Regions from separate parts of the Ovis aries genome. Here region 1 is linked to region 2. The links are chromatin contacts, called in public Hi-C maps. All regions are on one chromosome and are shown on one strand. Each heading gives the region's core, a stretch centred on a gene start, on an enhancer-like site or on the middle of the called end of the contact. The rest is flanking DNA. Distances are from core to core; before and after follow the strand shown.

Region 1 (7,653 bases), core at 4,386-6,885, 95 kb after region 2:
GCTGCAGGGGAGGCGACAGTGATGGAAGTGGCTCTGTGTTCTTTTGTGTATTAAACCATAAGACCCATGGGGAAACAAGGTTTCTTTAGCCAGTGTTTCCCCCCCCCCCCCTTCTTTTTAGAGCTTATTCTATGTATTTTTTGGGGGCGGGGACCTTTCAGGGTTTTTTTTTTTTTTTTTTTTTTTAAGATTTCCATAGATTGTATCCTGATGATCAAATGCACTTTTTAAAGAGATAAGCTAGTCAAGTAAGAAAGATACCGTCTTTAAAAATGTAGATTAGAAACAGCATTTTGCAATTGCTTCTTGGTATTGGTTTAGCATGTTTATTTGGATTAAGGTCTTAGATTTTTTTTCTTGTTATTTATGGGCGGGCTTTAGACGAACCAAAAAGAACTGTCTCAGTGTTCAGATTAACCTGTGGCAAATAAAGAATCATAAGTCTCCTCCCATAAATGAACCTTGTTCTTAATGTCCTGAAAATAACACCAAACCCTGCTAGGAATGCTGAACTGTCATCGGAGAGGTTATAATTAACATAGATACAGTGGTGCCAACATTTTCCAGCCCTCGACAGAGACCATTTATCCAAACCAGCGATTTTTAGACCTTTGGTCCTTTAATCTTTAAGCTCACTGTGCTTCCCTAAAGCTGGACGTTAACACCAGAGCAGTGCGTCTCTGGGGTTTATGATGGGCGGCAGCACACTAGGGTATAAAGTGTTTCATTACACTTCCCCTTGTTAGTGCTGCCCTATCTCCCAACTCCATTGCCTCCACTATTTGTTCAGATAAAGCCCAGTGTTCAGGGTGACTAATCGCAGCACTGTGTTCCAGATGGTTTGATTACAGGATGTAGTTAAAGTGACTCTTCAAACATTCAGCCCAGCGGTAGAGCTCTTTTAAAAAGAAAAAAAAAAAAAAATGAATTTTCTGGCCACGTGACACTCCTGGTCCTGATGCCCTGTCTATCTTTAGCAGAGGTAACAGGAAAAAGTCCCTCTGCTGTTTGTCAGGTACCTCATTGGCAATCCGATTGTGAATTTAAAATCCCCCCCCCAAAGTTTGCTTTCCTGCGTAGCTCAGTTGGTAAAGCATCTGCCGGCAGTGCAGGAGACCTGGGTTCAATTCCTGGGGTTGGGAAGTTCCCTTGAAGAAGGAAGTGGCAACCCACTCCAGTATTCTTGCCTGGAGAATCCCATGGACAGAGGAGCCTGGCAGGCTACATGGGATCACAAGTGTTGGACATGACTTATTGCTATCTTTCTTTCTTTCCAAGAATGATAAACTCCACTTTGACCTTTGAAGAAGACCTATCTATAAGGCTGGAAGCTCTGAAGCGGGAAAAATGAATAAGTGTACTAGACAAGACTTGGCTTTTTAAATAGTACCCATGTTGGACACAGTAAAGCCAACACAACAAAATACGAGAGGGAGGGGATTCAGTACAGAGGAGAGGTGATAAATATTACCTTGTACAGTAGTCACGTTGTCTAAAAAGAGTAATGTAATATCCTGAATATATGAACTTTATTCTGTACTTAGGAAACTGCATATTGTGACATATTTATTGTCATGTTTCCTCCTAGGGGAGAAAAAAACATATATATGCACATACATACACATATACATACATACACAGAAGCAAAGAAATGTATAAACTTAAAAAGATGGTGCCATAAATGGGTTCCATTTTGGTGTTATTGCAGTGACACTTTGTTTCCTGCACAAGTACGCACCCTGGTTGTCCACATGTGGCAGTCTGAATAAGAGGGCCAAGAAATGATGGCAGAGACCAAATTTGGCATTTGCACTGCTTAGCAAAGACTTCTGTCCCAGGGATGAGGCACTTTACAGACTCTGCAAGAAGTCTTTAAATTGTAATATAAACAGAGTTTGGCTGATCCACTGGGAAATCAGGCATTTGCCCAGTTCTTGAGGAGACATCTTCACAAATAGCAGAAACAGTAATTCATAAACCATACTTGTAACATCTTCAGAGCAAAATCTCTCCACAGCGCGTGCCCATCATCTTTAAACTAGTGGGAGACGACGCTTATTGAAAAAGTATGGTAATTGTGAAAAGAAGACACTGGGTGGCATTGAAATCTAGATTTTTCTTCAGTCATCTCTGATAGCCTCTGGGAGTTGAATGGACTCCCTCCACGTGCTGGGCACTGTGCCCACCGGTACGGTAGGTGCGGGACTCCGCTCTTGTTTTCAAGGAATGGAGTCTGGTTGGAAGAGACAGGCCTCTTGTATATATGAGTGGAGTAAGTTGTTAAAGGGACCATGTAGTTTAAGTTAAAACAGTCTCAGCAGTATTCAAACGGTAAGAGTTTATTTGCTGCTCATCTAGTGTGGACTGAATTCAGTGTTCCTGTTGGATAGGGGTTCTCCTTGTCATAGGCTCCTAGCTAAAGCAGACTCTACCATCCTCTTGTGACCTTCAGAGTCACCATGGTCTCTGTCCCAGCCAGCCAGGAAGGTGAAGAAATCAGAGGAATGTGCGTGGGAGATTCTTCTGGGCTAATCCTGGCAGTGGCACCTATCAGTTCATTTGCCTTTTACAGAACTGAGGGACAGGGCTCTATCTAACCCATAGGAAGGCTGAAAAAGCTGCTAGCTGAGGACACAGAGGGAAACCATGGGTTCTGGGGGCCTCCACTGGGGAGAGCATTTGGATGGAATATAGTGGGGACCCAGGAGAAAGTAGCCATTTTTTAATGGTGTACAAAGTCTTTGTGTCTGGAGAGAATTCATGGACCCAGGCTCCTCTGTCCATGGGATTCACCTAGAGTGGATTGCCATGCCCTCCTCCAGGGGATCTTCTCAACGTAAGGATCGAACCTGTGTCTTTTTTCTCTTGCATTGGCAGATGGGTTCTTTACCACTAGCCCTGCCTGGGAAGCCCAGTCTCTGGTTCTAATTTCTTAGAAGCCTTAACTTGCTTTGGGAATTTGGATGAGTCCATCATTAAAGTTTTTTTTTCCCCTCAGGGCAGTTAAAAATGTGGCATCAAGAATGATTGAAGAAACTCGTTTATGCTGGAGGGGAAAAAAAGAGGACAGCAGGGGTGAAGGGAGTGTTGACATGGTCACTGTCCTTCCGTGGGTGACAGGCTGTCAAGGGCCCTATCTGTAGGGTATCAGAAGGCACAGCCAGGACCTAGGTCTTCAAAGACAGATTTTAGTTCAGAACCAGGAGCGTCTTTCTAACAAGATGATTAAAAAAGAATGGAACAGCCCTAGATACCAGTGAGAGCTTCTCCAACCCCTACCCCCTGCTCCTTTAGAGTTGTAGCACAAGGGAAAAGGGACACACAAAAATGAGGGCCTTGTACCACCCATTGGCCTTTCACCCTTCAGTACCTTGTGACCTGTAGGTTTCTACTCTTATTATCAACTTCACTTTCCATATCACTAGCTCAGGTTCCCAGAGCAAGTCCTTGTTTCCTTATCTCTGCTTCAGTTACCTAGAGCAGTCAGATGAGGCCAGGGTTAGGATTACTGGTCTAGGAGCCTGGTTGCCTAAGACTTCCCTCTGAACAGGAACTTTAGGCGGGGCAGTTACTGTGAAAGTCTCATGCTGGGTCTAGTTGAATAAGATGGGTTAAGGGCCCTACTTTCTAGTATGGGTAATATACTAACTGTACTTGCGCTTCTGGAATAGCAGGTATGCTTATGCTCTGTTCGCAGACTTTTGAAAGTATAAAGTCTGGATGGCAACCTATGGCTGATTCCATAGCACTAAATAGATTCCTAGTGTTGTATATACTCTGTAGATACACAATAAATGTTTAATGGGCCTGACCATCTCTCTGGGATCACTTAACTGCTAAGTATTGACAAGAGGAGATAATAGAACACCGTGAATGTGGAATCCTTATGGGATCTCAGGGCTCTTTTGGCTTGTAGAGGCAGGGAAGGGGCTCATGTTATAGAATGCAGATCACCTTCTTATTAAAGTGTCTTGTAGTGGTAATGCTTTGTGGGGGCGGCAGCTTAGATGGTACATTAGGATCTAAGACATACCCTTAACACAAGGAAGAAAACTCTATGTGGGAAGCACACTCAAACCACCAGGTGCTCTTTGCAGCTTTATTTTTTCTTCATGGGTAGTAATCTTAAGATATTTTTCAAATATAAAGTATTACAGGGCAGGCATTATTAGCATTTTGAGAAAAACCATGCCCAGTCTGTGGGTGGGAAAAGTGAAAAGTAAAAATGTTAGCTGCTCAGTTGGGTCCAACTCTTTGGGACTCCATAGACTGTAGCCCACCAGGTTCCTCTGTCTATGGGATTCTCCAGGCAAGAATACTAGAGTTGTAGCCATTCCCTTCTCCAGGGGATCTTCCCAACCCAGGGATTGAACCCAGGTCTCCTGCATTGCAGGCAGATTGTTTACGTCTGGGCCACCCAGGAAGCCTCATGTGGGTAGGAAGGGAAGATGATCAATCTGGTGGGATACTTGAGAAGATAAAGATGAAAAGGACTTGTACAGTGTCCCCAGCACCTGACAAATTGGCAAGATGTTTGAAAGAATAAATATGCAGTAAAATTAATTCTTTTGGAATAAATGTACATTTATTTTTAGTTTATGTGAGAAAAATAACCATACCCAGATTTATAAAATTTGAACTTTTAAAAGGACTCATTTTCACAAAAGTATAGTCTGTTTTCTATCACCACGGGTTAGAAAGTGTTCAAGATGTGACTTCAAAAAGATAAGTCCTTTATATGTTTTTTTAGAGTTCAACACTACCTTTGTACTTGGCCCCTCACGATAGGATGTTGTCTGAACACAGACTTCCTGACAAAGAAACAGTATGCTTTGTAGTTTATATGAGAAGCGTTCCTTAAGCCCTCATTCCCATAGAGCAGATTGGGCCACATAAACATGTGCATGCCTGTATTCTGCACGTGAATTCTAGGCTGACATAAATATTCCATGACATTGTGAAGTGGATTGTGCATATAAGGGAAAAATAGACCAAACACACGTATTTAATTAGAGAAACTATTCACATCTTCCCAGGATTAGAGCATTCATTTTGAGCATCTTTTAAAATATGGAGCATCTAGGAAAATTAGCCTAACTTATTGAGGCCCTTTTAGGTTGAAAATGGACATTTTTTAAAAAGAATTTTATTCCCACCAAGTGCTAATAATGGTGATTTTTACTTGTACTTAGATAAGTGTGGCGTCTAGAAACAGTATCAGGAGATGGGAATAGTTTTGCAGTGTGGAGTTGTTTCGCCTGTGATAGCTTCACCCGAAAACTCCACATACTCAGTGATTAACTCCTGCATATTGGGGTCCGTCCTCTCCGGCTCCCAGGTTTCCCTTTGTCCTGTTCCAAGACCAGGAATTCGATGCTGGGGGTGGTGTGCAGGCTGATGTGCTTCATGGAGCAACTTTGCGTGGGTCGTGGTGGGAAACTCAGCGCGGTCACGTGGACAGTAGCCTTTCATCACACGGATCAGCCCGCATTGATTTACGCAGCTGGCCAGCCCTCTGTCCCCAAGAGAACCCGGGCCTGGGGAGCGTGCCCCCGCCTCGTGGACCGTCCACCGCTGCGGCAGCCGGGCCGCCGCCTCTTCCCCCGGCGATACTCCTTTATCCCCAGCCTTTGCTCCGGGCGGCCGCCCTCGGCTCAGCCAATCAGACGCTGGCGTTCCCAGCAGGCGCCGGCCAATCCATGGCCAGCATTTGCTGGAAACGCGAAACCCTTAGGGGAAAAGCAATAACAAAAGCCTTTCACTGCAGACAAATGTTAAGTGTCTGCGCAGACTTTTCCTGTTTTTAATTTTATTACTGTAAGAATGGAGGGTTTGTTGTTTCTTTCATGTTTCCTTTCAAGCAATTTTAATTATACATTTGTGCTACATCAGGGACTCAGGAACGCAGTGATTCAGCCTATTGCATCTAAAGCTAAAATGCAGTAACCTTCTGGCAATACAGATATATTCCTGCGCTGTAAATATAGCTGACATGCTAAAGAATTTTAAGCAGCTGCAAAGGTCTTTGACACCACACACACTGCCCCAGAGAGCAAATGATGAGAAAACCAGCTCCGTCTTCCCCTTCGCCTGGTCTCCACCCCTCCCTTTTCCTGAAGGGTTGTGCTCATAAAGAATCCTTTCCTCCAATTCTTCTGTCTTGTGCACATTTTTACCAAATGCCTAATTACCATTGACTCTCATCTCAATAAGCATTTTTATACTCAATGACTTGAGTGTTATTTTTTTTTTTTTCCTGTGAAGGAATTAGAATGGAATCAACTATGATTTGAGGAAACGCTTACTTTCCTTCATGTAATCTCCCCTCCCCCCCCCACCACCATTGATATAGTGAGTAAATTCAGCTGTCACCTAAGTAATAGTAACACAGACCATATGGGAAACAATTTTTAAATCTCTTTTTGGGACTTTTGAAAGAAATCCTTTCTTCCCCACTACTTGAGTCCCAACTATCCAAATATTTTACCTGCTATTAAAGACATTCCCAAGGAAATGAGTCTTACCTTGTGAGGGGTCCCTTACCACAGAGGAGTTCAATACAAGTTCTCTGCAGAATTCAAATAGCAGTGAGCAAGTGTGTAAGCCAGCTAAAAATAGACTTTGAGTATTATCTCTTGGTGTTTCCAAGGAAGAAGGGAGACTGGTGGTTTATAGAAACTAAGACACACTTACTTTATTTCTTTACCCTAATAGTTTATATATGTCTCAAAAGCAAAATCTACCTCCTTTTAATGTGTGCTTTTAAAGAAATGAGTTGTTTTTTATTATTATTTTTTTTAAGGCACTTGTCCTCTGGAGAAATAAAGAGGATGTTATATTTTGTTTCCCTCTGACATTTGGTATACTAAGTGCACTTAAGTTTAGTAATTCACAGATGCAGTGCTAAATTAAATTGTCTGTCTGCAAAGCAGTTGGGAAAAGCAGAATGGCTTGCAGGAAACAAGTGTGTTCGTTTTGAGGGTTGTTTTTTTTTTTTTTTTTCCTTATCCTCTGTGGCAAATGCTTACTAAAGCTGATTCTAAAGATAACCCCAAGAGCAAACCTATTGTGTACATATATTTTCTTAAGAGGGCTATTTTAGGAGTCCTTACTATGAAACAAGACCAAACAGTGAAATAGATACCATGCTAAGGCTAATTCTTGTCTCACAAAGCCAGAGAGGAGAGGATTAGGAAGAATAAATCATAGCTGATTGTCTCCTATCTGAGCTCCAAGCTCCCTCTTGCATGCACATCATTTTTTTCCCTAAATAAAAATCACCATTATTTTATATTATTGAATTGGAAACAAAACCGATTCCTTTCAGTCACTTTCTGTTTTAAGCACTGGTAACTGGCGCTTAGTTTTTGTTGGCTGCTTGCCAAACGAAAGCAATTATGTGTAATAATAGAAAAATTAAGAGGTGAGTGTTGCTGTTTTACAGCAGGACATGGCAAAAACCATTTCCTTCTGTCAGCAGTATCTTGATTACCCTCTCACACACAGCCTTACCCTTTTGTACCACACAAGTATCTCATGAACACACACACACTTACACACACACACACACACACACACACATGATTTCCTGTGGGTTTTTGCTTGAGGTCACTGAAACCAGAAAGAGGAAGCATGCAAACCACAGCTTTTGAA
Region 2 (6,640 bases), core at 2,934-5,433:
GTCTTTCTTCCTTCCATAGTCCCATCCCCCATAGGGAGGGATGGGAAATATTTCTATGCCAGACCCTCTCTCTCCACTAGACATTTGCTGCGTGGCACTTTCTCCTGGTCCAGTGGTGTTTCAGGATATTGCAAAAACATTAAATGTTTGATCAAGAACAGTGCTCATCTCTTTTGGGGGACAGTTGTCTAGAGCTGGTTATTGTTGAAAATACAGAAACTTGAATTAGATTTAGGAAGCATGTGTGAAAAGACTGAGTTTTCTCTAAAAAATCTTTCCTAGGCCCCTGATAACTCAGTTGCTAAAGAATCCACCGGCAATGCAGGGGACCCCGGTTCAATTCCTGGGTTGGGAAGATCCGCTGGAGAAGGGATAGGCCACCCACTCCAGTATTCTGGACTGGAGAATTCCATGGATTGCATAGGCCATGGGGTTGCAAAGAGTCGGATAGACTGAGTGACTTTCATTTTCCCTTTCAGGTAGGAAATTCGGATGTCACCCATAGGTATAGTGAAGAATGCCTAGCGTTTGTGTGGGTGTCTCAATGAATCACATACTCCCTAGAAACCAGGTCGACTCCCCACAGCCCTGAGGCAGGTCTGTTCACATATAAGCCCAGACAGATAAGACTCTATCCCCATAATCTTCCTGGGCAGCCAGAGAGTTTCTCATTATGTCTAAATTAAGTTTCTTTTCTCATAATACAAGTCCATTTCCAGGTAGTGTTTTTCCTTTTTTCTTTTAAATAGCTTTGCTTTCTATCTTCCTCCTTGGTCTTGAGTACCTTTGTAGTGTCAAGGTTAGCATAGATTGAGAAAAGTTAGACTCGTATTTAGATTCCTTTCTAAATAAATCAAAATCCAAGGAATTATTTCTGATCCTTAGTGATATAGCATAAATCTGAGGAAATAGGTGCCAAAGAAAGATCACTGTGTTTTCTTGTGTTCCTGCCTGAAGCCCCTGGCCTCCTCAGCACTGAGCTCTCTTTTCTTAAAAAGGAGGAAAAGTCTTTTATCAGGATCTTCTGATCACCTAGTAATGGAAGCAGTAACTTTGCAGGGACAGAGTTGGTGATGGGGCTTGCTGGAGATGGGATAGCGCTCTTTAACTTCTCCTTTTACACTACCCTTCTGCTCTTCCCATGTCGTCATTTCTCCTGGACTCCTTTCCAGACAGCTCCTGCCCTCTACCAGGCAGGCACGAAAATGTAAAATTTCAAAGTGTGCATGTTATACAACAGTGTACTGGTATTATTAAGTGTATGGCTATCAGTATACAAACTGGTGGGTTCCCTGTTATCTTGATAAGAGATGAAGATAAAATTTTCTTTTCCAAACTATGGTAGAACTTCCCAATTTGTGAGAGGAGTAGGTCTTATTTTCTAAGCAGTAGTTAATTATCTTAGTTTCATTCATCAATTAGCTGATAGCCCTCTGATGTCTCTTGATTGGCCCCTTTGTCAAACAAAACAAAACAAACACACACAAAGCCAGCAGAACAACTCTGGTTGATTCAAGCCTCTTGGCAGAACTTGGAGGGCAGGAGGTGGGGGTGGGGTATGAATGGAGTGTGGAAATGTTGGAATGGAAGGGAAATGCTTGAGTTGATCAAAAGTGGTTTGGGTTAAATATGTTACTGAATTTGGCATAAGCCTTTATCTTTAACCAAGTGGGGTTTATTAGAGAAGATTTAAGAATTAGGGTTAGGTATTGTTTGAAGTTAGGGTTAGATCAGATCATTTGAGTATTAGGAAGCCTAAACTTTGGTTTTCGTTACACTAAATCTACACTGCAGACCCTGTGGTTTGCTTTTACCAACCAAGTGTGTTGGAGGAGTGCTTCTACCCTTTTTGAACTTCATCAGGTCTTATTTCTGTGACTTTTTGAGTCTTTTTGTTTTAAAAGCTAATTATTGATTTTTTCCAAGCTGATACAATATACAGGGTAGCCATGGACTTTTAAAGGCTGAAAAGCAGATGACCCTTCAGGGACACAGGAAATGCCTGAGTGATCTGGTCCTTTGAGGAACCACTCTTCTAAAAGAGGAAAAGTTCAAAATCAGTATGTATGCTCTATTAGCAATGGGACACACACAAATTGTAAACCTGTCCATTCAAAAATATACAACAAATATCAAAGTTAAAATAAGGGGTAAGTGGGTATCAGATTATCTCTTTGCCCTGTTTGTCAATGTATAGCTTTGCTTTGAAAGTAAATCTTTTTAGGCAGATCTAAGTACTATTCTAGGACTTCCCTGGTGGCTCAGACGGTAAAGCATCTGTCTACAATGTGGGAGACCAGGGTTCGATCCCTGGGTCGGGAAGATCCCCTGGAGAAGGAAATGGCAACCCACTCCAGTTACTATTGCCTGGAAATATCCCAGGGACAGAGGAGCTTGGTAGGCTACACTCCATGGGGTTGCAAACAGTCGGACACGACTGAGCAACTTCACTTTCACTTTCAAGGACTATTATAGATTCATTCCTCTGGTTTATGTACCTCAGCAAGGGATGGAAACTGCTGTTTATTACTATTTGCAGCTTTGAATAAAGTTCATCTTGGGTAGTGAAACGACTAATTGGCAATAAAAAAAAGAACTAAAGATATTGAAAGTTCAAACACGAGTCACAGACGTTACCTAAAACATGTGACATATTTTTATTGATCCACAAGGTCATCACTGAATATTTACATCATAAGCAATCTTCTGCTAGCTCTAATTCACATTATATGTCCAGTTTGACTCAGTTAAGACACATTCTTAAATTTTAACTGTCATGCAGAAATTACAATCCTAGTAGTGCTGGATCTTTAAAACTTAGGATCATGACGCTTTCAATTAAATTTGAAAAGTCACCCTTGACTTTAAAATTTCCATATTACAGCTCCTAAAAGTGACAGAAAATAACAATGAAAAATTAAAACTAAAAGTGCTTTAAAAGCTTGATATATATAAATACATTCGCTTAAGTATATTCAGCGTTATATACAATACTGAACTTGTTATTTCATATTAACCTCTTTTGTCCTGTGACCGCAGAGTTCCATTAACTTGGTTGTTGGCATTTGTCCTACAATACATTCTAAAATATTTTCGTATTCTCAGTGAATCGCATGGTGTTGCCTTCTGAGGACTTTGACACTGGCTCTCCCCAAGAGGGGGTTAAATATTTGGAGTAAGGGGAACTTTGACAATCCCTCGGCTCAAAAATGGCACAGGGACTGTTTAAAGGGGTTAATCTTCCTAGTATATTTATCTCCCACAAATCGATTTTTAAAAAAATGAGGCTGGCCCGAGGTGTTAATATGGTTGGCTGGGACCTTATTTATTTTTAATTTTTTTGGAGCTGCCTAGGACCAGGTGGGAAAGCTTTGTTACTATTCCAGGGAAGAACCATTCACGTAGTGGTGGTTAAATGGTTGCTAGTGTTCACACTTCATTGCTTGTGGACCAGAAGCCTGGGAACAAAAGGGTTACTTGTTTCCCCACCACTGTGTCTTCACCTCCAGATCGATTTTTCTTATTTAATCAGCGAGTAAAATGAGAGACACAGGGAAAGAAAAAAAAAAAAAAAATTGGAAGAAGGGCAAAGTGGTGGGGGAGGGTTGAAAGCCAGAAGCTGCAATACAGAAAATCAGTCTTGGGAGTTCGCGCTGCCGAGTCCTCGCAACACGGAAGGAAAGCCAGCAAAACGCTCGCAGTCATTTCCACACAGCCAGCCTCCCTTTTCTCCTCGCTAGGCGCTAGTGGCTCATTTGGCTTCCCTGTGCCACCGAGCGATCACATACATTATTTCCCCCAAGATAACACAATCAAACTTGTATTTACCGACATCCTCTCCTCGCAGCCTGTTTGAGATTTAATAAATAAGTGTTTTATGTGAATGATGTAGTAATTGAAACGGGCGTACCATTTTTTTTTTCTTCTTCATCTTACTGCAGGAGGTTTCTCAACCCCAATCTGGTTGGAAAATAAAACGCTTTGTCTCCACAACCACCCCCCACCGCACCCCCACCCGTTCTCTGTGTGTGTTTTATACGTGTGTATATCTCAACCCCCTACAGTAGCCAAGAGAAAGCAGCTAACCAATGAGAGAGCCTAGTTTCATAAAAGCTGCTCTCTGATTGGCCCGATGAGAAAGGGCAATGGGAACAAAGAAAAGTCCCTTTCAGGTATAGAGGCTGAGAGCTCCTTTTGCTCCACTCCCCCTGTGTGTGTGTGTTTCAGTCCTGATTTCAGTGTTGCAGAACAAGCTTGTGTGTGTGCACCAGGGGGATTTTTCTTTTCCTTTTTTTTTCTTTTAATTTTTGCTTTTATAAAAAAAATACACAGGACAGTCTGTGACATTTGATGGTCCATCTTCTTTAATAATAAATTTGTTGAAGAGATTATAATTTCCAAAATAAAGCGGCTGCAACCAAACACATTCAATGCAGTTAGAAGGAAAAGGTCAACTCGATCCAATACAGACCGTAAGTACGGTTGCGTGGTGTGTCTCTCTATAGCACTTAGCGGGGACTTCATGCAGGGGAATGTGCGAGTTTTATGCATTGAAATGAGGAACTAGTTACAGGGTTTGGCTTTTGCATTGAGAACAACAACCCAAGAAGGGTGAATTTTTATTCAGTGGAGGGTGAAGCATTTGTAACTTCTTCACACAAATTAAGCTTGACTGGGCACTCGGGGTAACTTAAGAGTAAATTACCTTTGGGGCTCTCACCCAAGGAGAATAAAGTGACACAGTTACAAATCCTGATCTGCAGTGTCCATTCTCTAGCGCACCTCACCTCTCCCTCTCCTGTCCTAGCAGGGCAGGACCCTCCTCAAAACCGAGCCAGGAAAATGGGAGCAAGGGCAGAATAAGCCGATTTCTGTCTCTTGTCACATCCAGTGCCCAATAATTTAATATTAAACAAGGGAATAGTCACCCACTACATGTAATGGTTATAATTACCATTTTCCACCTCCTTAAAAAAGCAAGCTGCGAAAACACCATTAAGGGGGAAAAAATGCCCCACCCAACCCAAACAAACCCACAAATAGTAACAATGGTGTGTTTATTACAGGACCTGGCTTGGAGCTAGTAAAATGTTTTTCTTTGTTTAAGACATGAGGGGGGGTTCCCTAAAATCCAAGTAGTGTGGAGGTGCCCTATCCCCTCGACTAGTCTTCTCCATCCCTGGCCACTTGGCAAAGCCGACAAATTGGAGATAAGTTGAGGAAAGGTTTATAAGGTGTTTCTTTAAAACATCTGCTTTGCTCTTGTGCTCATTACATTTCACTCCTTCCGAACTTCCGAGAGCCTAGATCTGCGAGAAATGTTTCACATTCATAACTTGTAGCTGCTCCCACTGCAAGGGCGGGGGTGGGGTGGGGGGGAGGCGGCGAGGCGAGGGGAGAAGAGTGTGTGCAGGGGGAGGGGAGAGACCTTCAGGTTTTTTTTTAAAGACCAGATCAGTATTTTCTTGATACGCTTGTCACCATTTTTGTTCTCACGACAACCAATTGAGCCCTTGATCCTCACGTGATGTGAAAGGCTTGCACTGTAACAAAATCGCTCCTTTTAGATGGTTGGTTGTTGCTAACTCGCCCATCCCCCTCTCCCAGCCCCGACATTTCCAGCAAAGCGACTCTCCACTTCCAATCCATCAACAATTCATTACTGCTTTTAGCTTCCAAACGCCAGCTAATTAAAAATACTAAGCCAAGCTCCGGGGCCATCTGACTAAACACAGGAGGTGGTGGGTGAGGGAGGAGGAGGAGAGAAAAATAAAAAGGAGGCGCACCGTTTGCTGCGACTATAAATGGGAAAAACTGTCCTGAAAAAGGTCGCCTTAAAAAAAATTTTTTTTTTTTACTCTAATTATCGAATTACCACATGACTGATTGGCTTGAGCGACAGCGGATTTTTCCCCCCCCCCTCGGGGACTATACTAGGAACTCGGTTCCTTTTTCTTAAAACAACATAAAACAGGAAAACATCACATCCTTTCAGGTTTCGAAGACTGAACCAATTTTAAACGCCGTTATTTTCCCCACCCCGCCGCCCGCCGCCCCGAGCGAATGCTGTTCTAACTGGTTTATCAGCTCACTGAATCATCTGCTCCCCTCCCCCTCCACACCTTTCTTTTTCTCCTCTGGTTCAGCTTCTCATCCCACCCTTTCCTCCTCCTCTTCCTCCTTCCCCTCGGTCCCTCTCTCTCCCCCACCCCTTTCCCCCCTCCTTTCCTCTTAAGTTAGTTCAAGAAATCAAATCTGTCAGGACGGGCGGAAAAATGCCACTTCCCGACTAACAGGCGGAATCCAGCCCAGATTTTCAGTCCTTTCTCCTTATTCTTTCTTCCCTTTCACTAATTTATCCCGATGTTAGCACATTCTGTCTTGTTACTAGCGGACGCCTGTAGGTTTGCTACATGGGATCATTACTTACTGATCACGGTGACTCTGAAGTCTGGAACTGAAGGCGGAATGAGAAGTTGGGAAAACTTTTTTCTCTAAGCGCTCTCTTTTTTAAAACTATTATTCTCGATGCTTGTTAAGAGGAAAAAAAACCCTTTGGTGCTTCTGTTGTGAATGTGAAACATTATCTTCCAGCTGTACAGTGACACATTTTTTTTAAGGAGAAAAGGACTGATCCGTT

What was found. Hi-C and Micro-C count contacts between places; a contact is called where the count stands out from the background.
Region 1: a Hi-C map of liver shows a contact between it and region 2, with 4 times the contacts expected there. The contact joins the enhancer-like site here to the promoter of ZNF608 in region 2. A contact is called at or near these places in 6 of 16 Hi-C or Micro-C datasets (hypothalamus, liver, mixed tissues and 3 more).

Annotation. Positions count from the first base shown.
Region 1 is chr5:26,800,561-26,808,213 of ARS-UI_Ramb_v3.0, forward strand. The region is part of intron 2 of ZNF608 (zinc finger protein 608); the gene reads left to right. Among named protein-coding and RNA genes, the nearest start is that of ZNF608, 93 kb to the left of the region's middle. Within about 2 kb of position 5,636, at least 25 of the 54 cell types and tissues checked have an H3K27ac peak or open chromatin away from gene starts, as enhancers often do. A contact at or near this core is called in hypothalamus and liver, where this site is marked.
Region 2 is chr5:26,706,822-26,713,461 of ARS-UI_Ramb_v3.0, forward strand. It overlaps ZNF608 (zinc finger protein 608), which reads left to right and starts at 4,184. Exons shown (of 9, transcript XM_027969981.3): 1 at 4,184-4,472. The coding sequence starts at 4,431.